Regions from separate parts of the Arabidopsis thaliana genome. Here region 1 is linked to region 2. A link is a contact called in public ChIA-PET data. All regions are on one chromosome and are shown on one strand. Each heading gives the region's core, a stretch centred on a gene start, on an enhancer-like site or on the middle of the called end of the contact. The rest is flanking DNA. Distances are from core to core; before and after follow the strand shown. Region 1 holds the start of DRIP1 (DREB2A-interacting protein 1). Region 2 holds the start of PSBP-1 (photosystem II subunit P-1).

What was found. ChIA-PET counts read pairs in DNA pulled down with a chosen protein or histone mark.
Region 1: an H3K4me3 ChIA-PET map of shoot shows a contact between it and region 2, with 12 read pairs. The contact joins the promoter of DRIP1 here to the promoter of PSBP-1 in region 2. A contact is called at or near these places in 2 of 26 Hi-C or Micro-C datasets (root and vegetative nucleus), 1 of 2 datasets of contacts at active chromatin or transcription factors (shoot) and 1 of 3 other capture datasets (seedling).

What each region holds. Positions count from the first base shown.
Region 1 is chr1:2,076,957-2,083,997 of TAIR10.1, reverse strand. It overlaps DRIP1 (DREB2A-interacting protein 1), which reads left to right and starts at 1,901. Exons shown (of 7, transcript NM_100554.5): 1 at 1,901-2,396; 2 at 2,792-2,891; 3 at 3,204-3,528; 4 at 3,691-4,121; 5 at 4,231-4,281; 6 at 4,414-4,486; 7 at 4,597-5,102. The coding sequence starts at 2,291. The coding sequence ends at 4,776. It overlaps GAUT6 (galacturonosyltransferase 6), which reads right to left and starts at 687. Exons shown (of 9, transcript NM_001197996.1): 1 at 159-687; 2 at 1-7. The coding sequence starts at 309. AT1G06760 (winged-helix DNA-binding transcription factor family protein) reads left to right here and starts at 6,231. Exons shown (of 2, transcript NM_100553.3): 1 at 6,231-6,582; 2 at 6,688-7,041. The coding sequence starts at 6,382. It overlaps AT1G04503 (a long non-coding RNA gene), which reads right to left. Exons shown (of 1, transcript NR_138728.1): 1 at 7,000-7,041.
Region 2 is chr1:2,046,139-2,053,413 of TAIR10.1, reverse strand. It overlaps PSBP-1 (photosystem II subunit P-1), which reads right to left and starts at 5,780. Exons shown (of 4, transcript NM_100545.7): 1 at 5,228-5,780; 2 at 4,885-5,117; 3 at 4,744-4,794; 4 at 3,975-4,488. The coding sequence starts at 5,474. The coding sequence ends at 4,228. It overlaps NIH (nuclear DEIH-boxhelicase), which reads right to left. Exons shown (of 14, transcript NM_100544.3): 14 at 5,759-7,275. The coding sequence ends at 6,081. It overlaps AT1G06690 (NAD(P)-linked oxidoreductase superfamily protein), which reads left to right and starts at 1,244. Exons shown (of 10, transcript NM_100546.4): 1 at 1,244-1,615; 2 at 1,721-1,812; 3 at 1,890-1,930; 4 at 2,018-2,182; 5 at 2,260-2,282; 6 at 2,383-2,454; 7 at 2,544-2,711; 8 at 2,858-2,940; 9 at 3,256-3,318; 10 at 3,487-4,014. The coding sequence starts at 1,375. The coding sequence ends at 3,672. It overlaps AT1G06700 (Protein kinase superfamily protein), which reads left to right. Exons shown (of 8, transcript NM_001035904.2): 5 at 1-39; 6 at 124-256; 7 at 342-428; 8 at 539-1,044. The coding sequence ends at 664.

The sequences.
Region 1 (7,041 bases), core at 652-3,151, 34 kb before region 2:
CTACGACCTGCAAGAAGACAATCGGCAATGGAAAATCAAAACAAATGTCAGATGAAAAAATCCCAAGACCAAGACAACTTCTAACAAAAGCAAGCGAATTTCATGTGAATCAATCTAAAATCAAAGCAATCAAGCATTTCCACACGATCGTCAAGTACAATGAAATGAAAATAAGAAGGAGAGGAGACGAAACTGACCAACGGGAGTGATGCTCTTAAGCCGATTCGATACGAAAATAAGCGGAGCGAATACAGATATCGATAGCAGAGCGAGGATCAAAATCCTCTGCCATCGACGAATTTGTTTCATGAATCTACAAATAAAAAAAAATCCCCAAATCTATCTTCCTCGATGACTATTCTTATCACATCAAACCCTGAATCGTTCTCCAGGAAGAAGTAGCAAGAGACTCACAAATCTCGGAGATATCCTGCTTGATCAACAAGCAAAAGAACGAAACGTGAAGAACTTAGGGTTTCTGGGATTGCTTTTCTCTAGTGGGAGATTCTATTCCTCGCTTGAATTTCTGGATTTGGGGTCGGAGAGAGGAGTTTTAGATTCAGAGCTTCTTCATGCATCATCGGGGGATTGTGCTCACTTATATATATTTAATTAACAGAAATAATCATTGTTTAATTTGTGTTAGGTCTCTATAAAATTAAATTAATGTTATTGGTCGAACGAATTAATTTGTTTATAACTTTATAGTATATAGTTTTTTGGGTGTTCGTGTTGACATGTCAAATGTTATTAGGGTGAAAGGAAGCAGTGATGCGGATCAGGTGCGGGCAGGTGTACATGTGAAGACATGTGATTATGCCGTTGATGAAGCTGTAAGTAATTTAATGTGATCAGTCTTCTTTGCAAATTTTATCAATCACCAGTCAGACGAAGACACGTGGATAAAGTTTTTCCTCCCTCCTCTTAGAAGACAAGAAAGGAACTTCAGTCTCATATCAATGGATGATTAGCCTATTATTATGAAAAAGATATCTAGCATGTCGGCCAAAAAAAATTATGGCATAAATAGAATTGTAACGAAAAATGACTTTTGCCGATTCTGTTCATTATTTTTCAACAAAAATGTTAACTGGTTAACGAAAAATGTTTAACTAAGTCAAATGGGTGTTAACGTTGACTATGGATGCTTTTTTTTTTTTGAGCCAAGTAAGATTACATTTTGGGTTTTTTCTTTATTTAATGAAGTTGTTGGCAATTTGCTTAATTCGCTATTGGAACGACGGGTCTTTTCATTTATTATGTGTAAAATGGTGGAGGTAGATTATGGAGTACATAACACTCGGTTTAATAAATCATGACAGTATCATATAAAGATACTTAATATGCGCAAAGCTTTGAATGATCAAAATCGCTAGCTAGTGTATCATCAAATTGTTGCCGAAAATCTTAACTTTGACGTCGGTTAAAACACTAATCAGCATAGGACACATAAAACTACATACGTACATATGAAAATTTCTCTGTTTTTCCTAATCACCATTCATCTGTATGCTACTAAAAATCGAGGTGTCAATATTGAAAGTTTGAAACCTTATTAGCCTTCATGCTTCGATTAGCGAATGGGTACATAAGCCTTCTACAGGCCCTTTGGAACAAAACCTCTTATCTGATGTTATCTCGTACCCCATTATACGAATGACGAATCGTTACATTTGGTCGTTGATTCGAATGTTCCATATTCATTGATTAATGTAAACGAAATCCATTATTATAGTTATACAAATCATTTTTACCATCATCTGATTATAATATGAAGAGTTCACCATCATTTACTTTTCAAAATATTAGGATAGCAAATAACAATTTCTCACCCAAAAAGTTGAAAAGAAATTTATGTCGTTCAACTTTTTTTTTTTACAAAACTCTTCTTTCCTAATTAGATTAACCAAAATAAAGAATGTTTGACCTAGTTTTCCTAATTAAAGTAACACAAAGATTTTGACCCAAAAAAAAACGTCTTTGAGCGCTCGTTTTCTTGTCGACGAGAGAGCTCTTAAGACAGAACACAAAGATAAAAAGAGAAACCCTTGTTCCAATAAAATAAAAAGAAGTGACACATCGCGTCTCTTAAATTTTAATAGACGACGACGGCCACTTCTTGTCCGAATCGTACGTCAATTCTTCTTCCATCTCTCTCGCACCATAACATTTATTCTTCAGATCACCAGCGACCGAGCGAAAGAAACGACACTTCTTCGCCGTTTTCGTCCACATGCAGTTTTGGGGATAGCACGTTGTGAGTGATTAAGCCCAACAGATAAAGAGAAAGATGATGATTAAGGTGAAGAAGGAGACGATGAGGGCATGCTTAAGCTGCTCTATCTGCGACAATATCCTCCGTGACGCCACCACTATCTCCGAGTGCCTCCACACATGTCAGTTCCTCTTTTTAACCCACCAAATGTTTCGAAATTCGCTGACATTGGCTTTGATTTCTTCTCAATTTGGATGATTATATTATAGCTCTGTCTTCTTCGTCTCGTCCTATAATCGATACAATTGAAAAGTGGGTCAATGAATAGTTTTTGTTGACCAAAAAGAATATGCAATTTTGACTGCTTCAATCTCTCCTTCTTCGTCTTTCTAGTGATAGTTGATTCAGCATTTTCATGTATAGTTTCCTTGTGGGTTTCAGCTTCTTACTTGTATGCAATTCAATTTGAGTTTTTTCTTATACCAAGTATGAAATTTGCTCACATTTATTATAAGTCATGTTGTTAGTTGCTATCTACTGGAATGGAATAACTTTTTAGATTACTTTCGTACGCAGTTTGTAGGAAATGCATCTATGAGAAGATCACGGAGGATGAGATAGAGACTTGTCCCGTATGCAATATCGACCTCGGTAGCACCCCATTGGAGAAGCTGAGGTAAGCTATTCGTGTTCTGTATTTCAGACTCTACCAGTTCTCATCAAAATATGGTTTAGTTTGGTTAAATTTCTTTGCTCCTTGTTCATCTAATTTGTGGACTCAATCCAATTGCTTTTCTTGTTGGTGAAATGAACTGCTATAACACAATCTCTGGAATCTTGTTCATTTAATACACGTAGCACAATGGTTTTTATGAGAGAGAGACCATTTATAGGATGTTGTAGGAGAATCTAAATAGATCTCTTTTGTACTTTCCTTTTTCTTACTCGTTATTGTACTGATGGGAGCCACTTGTGTGCATGGTTTTAGGCCTGACCACAATTTGCAAGACTTGAGGGCCAAAATCTTTGCTCTAAAACGAAGAAAAGTGAAAGCTCCTGGAATTGTGTCCTTACCAGGAAAGAGGAAGGAGAGATCTATATCTTCTTTGGTTGTGAGCACACCTATGGTGTCAGCACAAGCTGGAACAACGAGAAGAAGAACTAAAGCACCTACAAGAAAAGAGTTACGTAATGGTTCTTTGGCTGAGAGAACTGTGAAGAAGGAAGAATCTTCTGGGGATGAGCTTCTGGAGAGCACAAGCTCACCCGACACTCTTAACAAATTCACTCAGAATAAAAGACAGTCAAAGAAGGTGATCACTGAACTACTCTATTTTCTCGTAATGACTTCATATTTGACATGATTTGGTTACATATTTATTTTTGTTTGGTACACTTCAAAAGTAAATATTCAGTAAAAATATTTGATACTGTTATTGGTCTCACATTCATTTGAGTTATTTTGTTTTTTGCAGTCATGTAAAGAGTCCATCTCCAATAAAGAAAACAAGGATGGTGATGAACCCTGGGATTCCAAAATGGATTGGAAACCTTTGAACTTTCTGGTTGAAGTGGCAAATGGGACAAAGCCCTTGAAGTCTTCTGCTTCTCAAGGGTCAGGTTCAAAATCTGAGCACGCGAATGTATCTCGCAATCAATTTCAAGGGAGTAAAACCAAAACTAAGAATAAAAAGAGAAAATGTAAACGTGAGGATGACAAGAGTAATAATGGTGATCCTACAACATCAGAAACTGTTACTCCTAAAAGAATGCGTACAACTCAACGCAAAAGGTCTGCCACCACTTTAGGCGATTCAAGGAATTTGCCACAACCAGATGAGTCAAGTGCAAAACAGGAGAGGAGAAATGGTCCCGTTTGGTTCTCACTTGTGGCGTCCAATGATCAGTGAGATTTTTGCTCTCATATCTGAAACTATTTCCTTTCATGATCTTTCTCTCTTTCTTCATTTTGTTTCTCTTCTCTTGGTATATTGACAAGGGCTTACTGGTTACAGGGAAGGAGGAACTTCTTTACCTCAAATTCCAGCAAATTTTTTGAGAATAAGGTAGGTTACAGTTTAGGTATTCTTTGTTTTATATATCCTGTGTTGTCGCTGCATCTTACATAGTCCCTCATTTTTCTGTTATGAGGAATTCTTTTGTTGGGGAAGATAATCCAATGTCTCATTCTGTGATAGGGATGGAAATACAACAGTTTCTTTCATCCAAAAGTACCTCATGAGGAAGCTAGATCTCGAGAGTGAAAATGAGGTAAGGGTCTTTATATGCACTATGGCACGAGAAAGGATAGAACGTTTGAATATAATGGAACTTATATGTTTGGTTGATAAAAAATGGACATACTTATGGTTTATGTTCAGATAGAGATAAAGTGTATGGGAGAAGCGGTGATCCCAACGCTGACGCTTTACAATTTAGTGGATCTATGGCTCCAGAAAAGTTCAAACCACCAACGGTTTGCTGCATTGGTAGGTTCTTCTGCAAAGGATTTTACGATGGTTCTTGTCTATGCTCGGAAGCTACCAGAGTGCAACATGTAAAGGACTTTAAAGACTCATGTTGTTGCAGAAGAAGATTCTGTGGAGACAGGGTAATCTTTTCTTTTCGGTTTATGGAATCTCTCAAAGCATTACAAGAGAGAACATTACTAGAACTACAGGAGCAGTCGAATGTGTTGTGAAATTAGTATTAATATTTTTTTCTATAGACGAAATATACACTCATGAGTCGCTTTTCTGTGCAAGAAAATACAAAATTTGTTTCCCTTTTCTTTCTTCTTCTTCTACTATGTGTCCTCTCTGGACTTGCATGTAACATTGTTGTCACTTTCTAATCAAATGTTGTAGTTTAAGATGTTTTAGATTGATTTATATGCATTTATTTGGGTACTACATCATTTCTATGGAAACTAAGGTTTTCAAGAATTACTGTTCAAGTGTTGACTGTGGATGACGAATGTAGTAGAACTGTGATGACCTATATGGAGGTAGAAAACTACCAAATTAACTACATAAAACTTATCTGACAAAAGACGAATGAAGTTCATTATCACTATTTTGTGTTATCGTGAGTACCACTATGTGGTGACAACCATCATGCTTAATATGAGTAACATATTTATATAACAAATTGTTATGATGTTCAAAAAATGTTACGAGTATGCAATTTAACAGATTCTTTTTAATTCATGCTTTACATATAGCCATGATGCTTAACGATATCCAAAAGAAAACAAAAAAAAATCATTGAAGAGATTGCACCTAGACTAGATTGCCTCTCGGATGACCTTGTACATGTGTTGCTCTTAAGAAACGTAATCTATGCATCATAACTAAAGGAAAGTTATACATGTGTTTTAATATCAATTAAAATTGGTTGATTACATACTTAAACTAGTAAATCACAATCTATGAATAATCCGGACTCTTTTTAACATAGACACATGACACATCAACAAGTAGTGTGCAACATATTCTAGAGGATGGTCATCTTAGGTAGTATTCATTCAAATGATTTTGGATCAAAAAGTAATTGAAATCCCACGTTTATTGGTTCGGTTCACTCCTTGATTAGTCAAGTTTCATATTAACATAATTTTCATCGAAATTCTCTTTAGCATTATTCGAAAAACCAAATATACTGTAATACTAGCAAGAAAAACAATAGTTTTGACATATCTTGCTTCATAACCGAATATCTCATTACAAAATAATCCATTTTTCACGTTTAGATAATCAAACGAACCCTCACAGAATTTTCTACACAATGCAAAAAACAAAAACGAATTTCATCGAGTATATCACGAGTTATGGTCAAATGAATCGAGTCTAAAAGCACAACAAATATGACCAAAGCATCTAATCCACATCCACTAACTTACTCATCCCACCATCTACACTCCTTCTTTCTCTGCCGTCGATAAAATTTGATCCAACGATTAATATTCAAACCTGAGAAAAGAGTAGCGATCCGCGTAGTCATTGTTTTAACCAATCAGAAGCCAGATATGAATTGCCGTCTAATACACATCTAACTATATAAATCGGACGTTTCCAATGATCCTCTTCACAATCCTCATAATCACTTTCGAAATTACATTTACGCTTTCTTGCAATCAAATTTTCCGATCTTAAGTTCAGAAGACGATGTCAGAGGTGGAAATAGAGAACGCTGCTACGATCGAAGGAAACACCGCTGCGGATGCGCCGGTGACGGATGCGGCCGTTGAGAAGAAGCCTGCAGCGAAAGGACGAAAGACGAAGAATGTTAAGGAAGTGAAGGAGAAGAAGACTGTTGCTGCCGCTCCGAAGAAGAGAACTGTTTCATCTCATCCTACTTACGAAGAGGTAAAAATGAGATTCGATTTCGTTTATTCGTGTTTCTTATTAAGCCGGATTCTGATTTTGGAATTTAGAAATTGATTTTTGTGTTCTTTGTTGATGCGATTTCAGATGATTAAGGATGCGATTGTTACGTTGAAAGAGAGAACTGGATCTAGCCAATACGCGATTCAGAAGTTCATCGAGGAGAAGCGTAAGGAGCTTCCTCCAACATTCAGAAAGCTGTTGCTTCTCAATCTGAAGAGACTCGTTGCTTCTGGGAAGCTTGTGAAGGTCAAAGCCTCGTTTAAACTCCCATCGGCGTCGGCTAAAGCATCATCCCCTAAGGCGGCAGCGGAGAAATCTGCTCCTGCGAAGAAGAAACCGGCGACTGTGGCGGTTACCAAGGCGAAGAGAAAGGTCGCTGCGGCTTCCAAGGCTAAGAAAACAATCGCCGTTAAACCTAAGACTGCTGCTGCTAAGAAA
Region 2 (7,275 bases), core at 4,531-7,030:
AACAAGAGTCTTGGGGACTTTTGGTTATCATGCTCCAGAGTAATGTTTCTTAAGCCCTTATTGTTTTGTATTCGTATGAATGTCTAATAAACAGCTAAAATGTTAATCCGCCCTCTTATGCAGATATGCAATGACTGGACAGTTAACTCAGAAGAGTGATGTGTACAGCTTTGGTGTTGTACTTCTAGAACTTCTTACAGGGAGGAAACCGGTGGATCATACCATGCCTAGAGGTCAACAGAGTCTTGTAACCTGGGTGAGTATACATACGTTCTGGACTATAATGTTTCGTATTAATTGTCCCCTTGGCTTTACAATTTCATTTTATTGGCTGTGCTCAGGCGACACCAAGACTCAGTGAAGATAAAGTGAAACAGTGCATTGATCCAAAGCTAAAAGCCGATTACCCTCCAAAAGCAGTTGCTAAGGTACCTCGATACATACAATAGTTTCATATTCATGTCTATTAAATTTCCGTTTTCGATATATTCGTGTCTTTGAGATTGACAGAATATGTTATGTTGGCAATATAATGCAGCTAGCAGCGGTGGCAGCATTGTGTGTGCAATACGAAGCTGAGTTTAGACCAAATATGAGCATAGTTGTGAAGGCGCTACAGCCTCTCCTGAAACCTCCAGCAGCAGCTCCAGCACCAGAATCTTGAAACTTTTAAATCTTTTTTTTCGCTGCAACTATCAGAAAGAATCTACATAGTACCATTTGCCATAAATGATAATGAGGTTGGTTTTGAGAGTGATAACTACTATTATTAAAAGATGATATTATGTTTCATTTGATGATTTGATTTTGCACACAAATTTTGTTGTGCTAGAAAGAGAGAGAGATAATTGATGGCAAAGTTTATTGTTGCCGTTTGCTGAGTGGGAGAGAAAGGAACTCTGATTTTATTTATATGATCCCTCTTATTCCTATTTCTCTCTACCTTTTGGATTAATAACCTCAAAAATTCGAATAACTTGATCATTGAATATTTGCGTTAGTCGTGTATGATAATTACAATGTTTTAGTTTTCTTAACAAATCGTTACCTTCTTCTTCTTTTTGTCGTCTCTTATTTATGAAAAAAAAAAAAAAAAAAAAAAAAGAAACAAGCAGCATAACAAAGCTAAAAGGCCCAACTGAAAAGTAAATAAACAAAGGCCCAACCAAGCCCAAGAGAAAACCAATGTCAGTTTTGTTTTTTTGTTTTTGAATTTCACCGGTTATTCATTAAAGAATTGTTTGGCCCGCCAACAACATACGTGTCCATATCCACAGTCTCTCACCTCTCGCAGTGCCCAAACCTCTTCTTCTTCTTCTTCTTCTTGGCTTCTCCTCCTCCTTTTCCAATTTCAAAACCCAAAAACAAATCAGCATGGCCATGGCTACGCACTTCACCTTCCCTTTCAACTATGTTGTTTCCGAAGGCTCTCATGGAAGAAGAAGTTTCGTCCGGAAGCTGGTCAGAGCTGTAGCCTCCGGAGATTCCGTGGCTCCGGCGATTTCGGAAGAATCAAAAGTGAAATTGGGTGGCTCGGATTTGAAAGTGACGAAGCTTGGGATCGGAGTCTGGTCTTGGGGTGATAACAGCTATTGGAATGATTTCCAGTGGGATGGTCAGTTCTCTTAATTTCGATTCTCAATTTTATACATTTTGTGAAACAAAAGTATTGAAATGAATTAAAAGTTAATCTCTTTTTTTTTATTCTCTGTGATGGTAGACAGAAAATTGAAGGCGGCTAAAGGTGCTTTCGACACCAGTCTTGACAACGGTATTGATTTTTTCGATACCGCAGAAGTTTATGGTTCCAAGGTAAGCGTAAGAAAGCTGATCACTCTTCGTAAATTGGTTTATTCTGAAACTAATTTGGAAATCTCCATCTTTTATAGTTTTCCCTGGGTGCTATAAGCTCTGAAACTCTTTTAGGAAGGTAATTTGTTTCGAAAACATATAACAGTGTGCCACACTATCCTCATATATATTCCTCTTGACTGTCATTGGTGAGATTTTCGAACAGATTCATCCGTGAGAGAAAAGAGAGATATCCCGGAGCTGAGGTTTCGGTTGCAACCAAGTTTGCTGCATTGCCATGGCGATTTGGTCGTGAAAGTGTTGTCACTGCCCTTAAAGATTCCCTTTCCCGGCTTGAGCTTTCATCTGTTGATCTCTATCAACTGCATTGGTATGCACCCCTAATTCATGTTGGAGTAAACAACACTAGAAGGTAACAATCTCACTATTTTCTTAATTATATTTCAGGCCAGGACTATGGGGAAATGAAGGTTTTTTCTTAAGAGCAGCACTGAATCTACTTTTAACTAGAGTTCGTGTCACTTTTGGTGATTATATCAAATCCATTGACATTGTGAGTTATGTTTTTAGGATATCTTGATGGTCTTGGGGATGCTGTTGAACAAGGACTTGTCAAGGCTGTTGGTGTTTCTAACTACAGCGGTATCATTTCAATCTGTTTTTTCCTTCTCACGGATGCATATCTTATGAACTTTCAAATTCATTATACTTACTGTTGTGCGATTTTTCAGAGAAGCGGCTTCGTGATGCTTATGAAAGACTCAAAAAGAGAGGAATTCCTCTGGCCTCAAATCAAGTCAACTACAGTCTGATATACAGAGCTCCAGAGCAGACTGGTGTTAAGGCTGCTTGTGATGAGCTTGGAGTTACTTTAATTGCATATTCCCCCATCGCTCAAGGTAATCTGCCTTTATCTCCTTTGCGTTGTGTTCATGTCTATCGTTCTCTAGAAAAGTTGCATCAGGCTCTTATAGTATTGACGCAAAACAACCTGGCTAATGAACACATACATTTTCCGTTATTTGCTCTTTTGTCTTTTTTCCAGGTGCTCTAACTGGTAAATACACCCCAGAGAACCCACCCTCAGGTCCTCGGGGTCGCATTTATACGCGTGAGTTCTTAACAAAGGTAATAGCTTTCGCTGCATATATCTAAGTTATTTAACACAGGCGTGTATGTCTGCAAAACCATAGTTACATCTGAATAACCCTCGAGTCTTCTAAGAAACAGATTTTTGGATTTTGATAACTTGTATATCTCACTGTTATAAACCTGTCGATTTTCTCCTCTAATCCTGCTTTTTTCTTAGTAAGTTCTGTTTTGAGACAAAGTATACACTTTTATACAAAACACAACACCAATCAATGTACCTATACAGAAATTATCAAAAGGTAGCATAATAGTGCCAGGTTTCTTCACTAACTTTGACTTGTGACGTTACAGCTTCAACCCCTGTTGAATAGAATCAAACAAATTGGGGAAAACTACAGCAAAACTCCCACACAGGTTCTTTCCCTTTTCCTTATGCACTCTGTTTTTCTTTTTCCCTGTCCAAAAACGTTAAGAAAAATACAAAAGAGTAATTGTGTGATCCATATTAAGCTATCCAAGTGTACACCCTCGATTTTGCATCAAATCATATGCCTTCTTGTTTTGTTGTGTTGTGCTGTGCAGATAGCATTGAACTGGTTGGTGGCACAAGGGAACGTGATACCCATCCCAGGAGCCAAGAACGCAGAACAAGCCAAAGAGTTTGCTGGAGCGATAGGTTGGAGTCTGACAGACAATGAAGTGAGTGAGCTACGGTCCCTGGCCTCTGAGATAAAACCCGTCGTTGGTTTCCCTGTTGAGTATCTCTGAACTCTTAACACTCTGTTTGTAGCATTTGTAAAGCTCAAAAGTTACAATATGAACTAAAAGTAGTATATAGATGATGGTAAAGTGTTGTAATACATATGCAAATAAAATCTTTTTGCCTCTTTGAGAACTTTACAGTAGCCAAAAAGAAAGAGGAGGGCCTTTGGCATATGCTTCAATAGATCTAGTTAGAGTCAGACGTCAAAATTCATCTGCGTTTTAACCTTTCTGTTGACTAGAAGAACCATTTGATGCTTACCTCTTTTCATATCAGCTTCAAGCAGGCTTTCTTCTCACTATCTTTGTGCTTTCAAGGATTTAGATTTAGTCTATAGCTTCTTTCTGAGTCAATATCTTATTAATTTGAGAAAATATCTATTGAATATAGTTGTTTTTTAAGAAAACTTGGAAAACGAGTCTGTTATCATAGGTACACAAGTGATGCCGAAAAGGTAACATCATCTTGATAGTTCTCAAAAGCTCAGTTTCATTTTCCATTTTTTACAAGAGACAAATGAAGAAAGCAAGCAGAGCATTGTTACGTTGTGTTGCTTTCACTCAAGCAACACTGAAAGAAGTGGCTGCGCTCTCGACAAATTTCCTGGCTCCCTTGAACCACCTCTTGTCTCCAGCTTGTGCTTTGCAGATGTAAAGCTTCCCTCCATTCACGGTTGCTGTGATCAGCTGATGCTTCCCACCTTCGTCTCCATCAGCCGTTCTTGTCAACACAGACAAGTAATAGTAGGGTTTCCCACCAACTTCCTGAGATGATGACTCCAGAATGTTTGCTGTTGCCACTGCATTGTTGTCAAAGCCTCCCTGTAAGAACATCAGATTCACACACACACAGAGTTAGAACTTGATAACTCACTCCACCTAAGGTAAGAATCTTTCTTGTAATAATCATCGACTACTAGAGAGGTCTTTGAAGGTTATCAGTTAAAAAAGCTTTTGAGTTTTGTTTTATCAGTTAACAACGAGGGAGACAATGTGTTCTCTCTTTAGTGTTTGATTCTCTTATTCTATTCTATCAGCTTCTGGTTTACTTATAACAAATAACAATGGGAAGTTTACCTCAGAGGCAGTCTCACCGAAGTAAGCTTGTTTCCCTAGGAGGTAATTAACCTGCATAAAGCCCAAATCACCACTCAGTCTCACACTTCATTAGATTTTGTAACATCAATACCTTTACAGATGATGGAGTAAAGCAAAGACCTGAGAGAGGAACTCTTCGGGAGAACCGTAATCAGTGATGGACTTCTTGTCGGTAGGAGTGACCATGACATTGAGATTGCTAGTAGCATCGAAGTTGTCTTCGAACCTAAGGACTTGTCCTGGATACTCAATCTCTTTGCTTGGGTTCCATTTTGCTGGAACCTGCACTTTGAACCCATCTCCATTGTATGGCAAGAAGTCTGTGTTCGTCTTTGGCTTCCCAAACACGTTTGCTGCAACAAACCAAAAAATAAAAATAGGATGAAAAAAACACAATATGTTCTTCAAGATTCTTCTTCAAGAAAATGAAATGATCCAAGGTTATTTTATTTTATAAACGCACCAGCTTCACCGTAGGCGGCATCAGCAGGAGATACTTTGGAACCAACAGCAGCGGCGCCGACGAGGAGAGTGAGAGCAAGACGGCGGGAGACGGCGGAGTTATCGTCTTCATGAGACTGTTGAGCTTTACAGATGATCTGAACAGGTTTGGAGAGCGACACGTGACGCTGGGATGAGGAGGAAGATGATGATCGTGCGGCTGATGAAGCCAATGCGCTCTGGTGTAGGAAACACGCACTGTACGCCATTATCTCTGTCTCTCTTTCTCTCTTTCTCTCTTCTCTCCTTGTGTGTGATTAAGTTATGAAAGTGTTTTTTGAGGATTGTTGGTGTGTTAATGTATGGAGGTGAAACCAAGAGTGAAGCTGATTGGTTGGTTTCGGATATTGGAGGATCTCTCTGTTGATGTCCAGATAAGGCTGTTGAGGTGTTGTATTGTGCCACGTGGCAGATACGCTTTCTTCTTGTTCCACGTCAGATTCATAAGCCTTCGATTCCATCTATTTTAGTATTTTACTCTAAAGCCATTCCATGATCAAATCTTTTTTCTGCTCACACTAAGACACTACAGTACTGGATCAATAATGGCTTTTCTTCTTTCAGTTACATGCGTATATCTTAAAACGTTTATAACGATAGAACAACGGAAGCACTAAGTGAGAATGAATACAAATTATCTAACAAAATTGTTGAAATTAAGAATCTGTTACACTTATGTAGACAAGTGCCATTTCAAAACTTGGTTTCATGACAAACACCGAAATGCTCATTAAAACACCAAAGTGGAATGGGCATCATACTTCCCTTCTTCTTTCGGTTTTGCTTAGGTTGGTGCAGTATTTGAGCCACACTGCTCATTGATCGGAAGGTATGCTCGGTTTTTCCTCAATCAAACCTGACTTGTTTCCCTGGCTCAATACATTAGTGGAAGGCATTTTCTCTTCCATATTGTTAACCGAATCAAAGTTGTTAGCTAATTTGCGCTTTTTCTTTTTTGGTTTCTTAGCTGGAGCAGTGTTTGAGTCAGGTTGCTCATTCCCACTGACAAGATTCGAAGGAATGCTCTCTTTCTCCTTACCCGGATCCAACCTGTTGACTGACTCAGGATCTTTTTGCTCATTTCCGTTTGCCAGATCAGAAGGCTTGTTTTCTTCCATGTTCCCCAAGTCCAGGTTGTTGACTGATTTGCACTTTTTGGACCTTGATCGCTTCTTTTTTGGTTGCTTAGCAGCTTCCATTGGAGCAGTGGTTGGGTCAGGTTGTTCATCCCCATTAGCAAGATTCAAAGGCAAGCTCTCTTCCATGTTACCATAATCCGAGTTGTTAGGTAGCCTAAGCTCTGTTTGCTCATTCTCATTAGCCAGATCCGAAGGCGTGTTCTCTTTCATATTCCCTAAATCCAAGTTGTTGGCTGACTTGGGCTCTGTTTGCTCATTCTCATTTGCCAGATCGGAAGGCTTGCTCTTTTCCATCTTCCCCAAATCCAGGTTGTTGCCTGATTTGCGCTTTTTAGACCTGGATCGCTTCTTTTCTGGTTGCTTAGCCGCTGAAGCATCTTCACCTGGAGCAATGTTTAGGTCATGTTGCTCATTTCCATTGACGAGATTAGAAGGAATGCTCACTTTCTCGCTACCCAGATCCAACTTGCTGACTGACTTAGGCTCTTTTTTCTTATTCCCATTTGCCAAATCAGAAGGCGTGTTCTCTTCCATGTTCCCTAAATCCATGCTGTTGGCTGAGTTAGGCTCTGTTTTCTCATTCCCATTGGCCAGATCAGAAGGCGTGTTCTCTTCCATGTTCCCCATGTCCAAGTTGCTAGCTAACTTCGGCAATGTTTGCTCATTCCCAATAGCCAGATCAGAAGGTGGGTTCTCTTCCATGTTCCCGAAATTCTCTTCAATGTTCCCCAAATCCACGTTGTTGAGCGACTTGCACCTTTTGGACTCTGACTGCATCTTCTTTTGTTTTGTAGCCGCCGAAACATCTTCCACTGGAGAAGTGTTTGGGTCAGGTTGCTCATTCCCATCAGCGAAATTTGAAGGCAAGCTC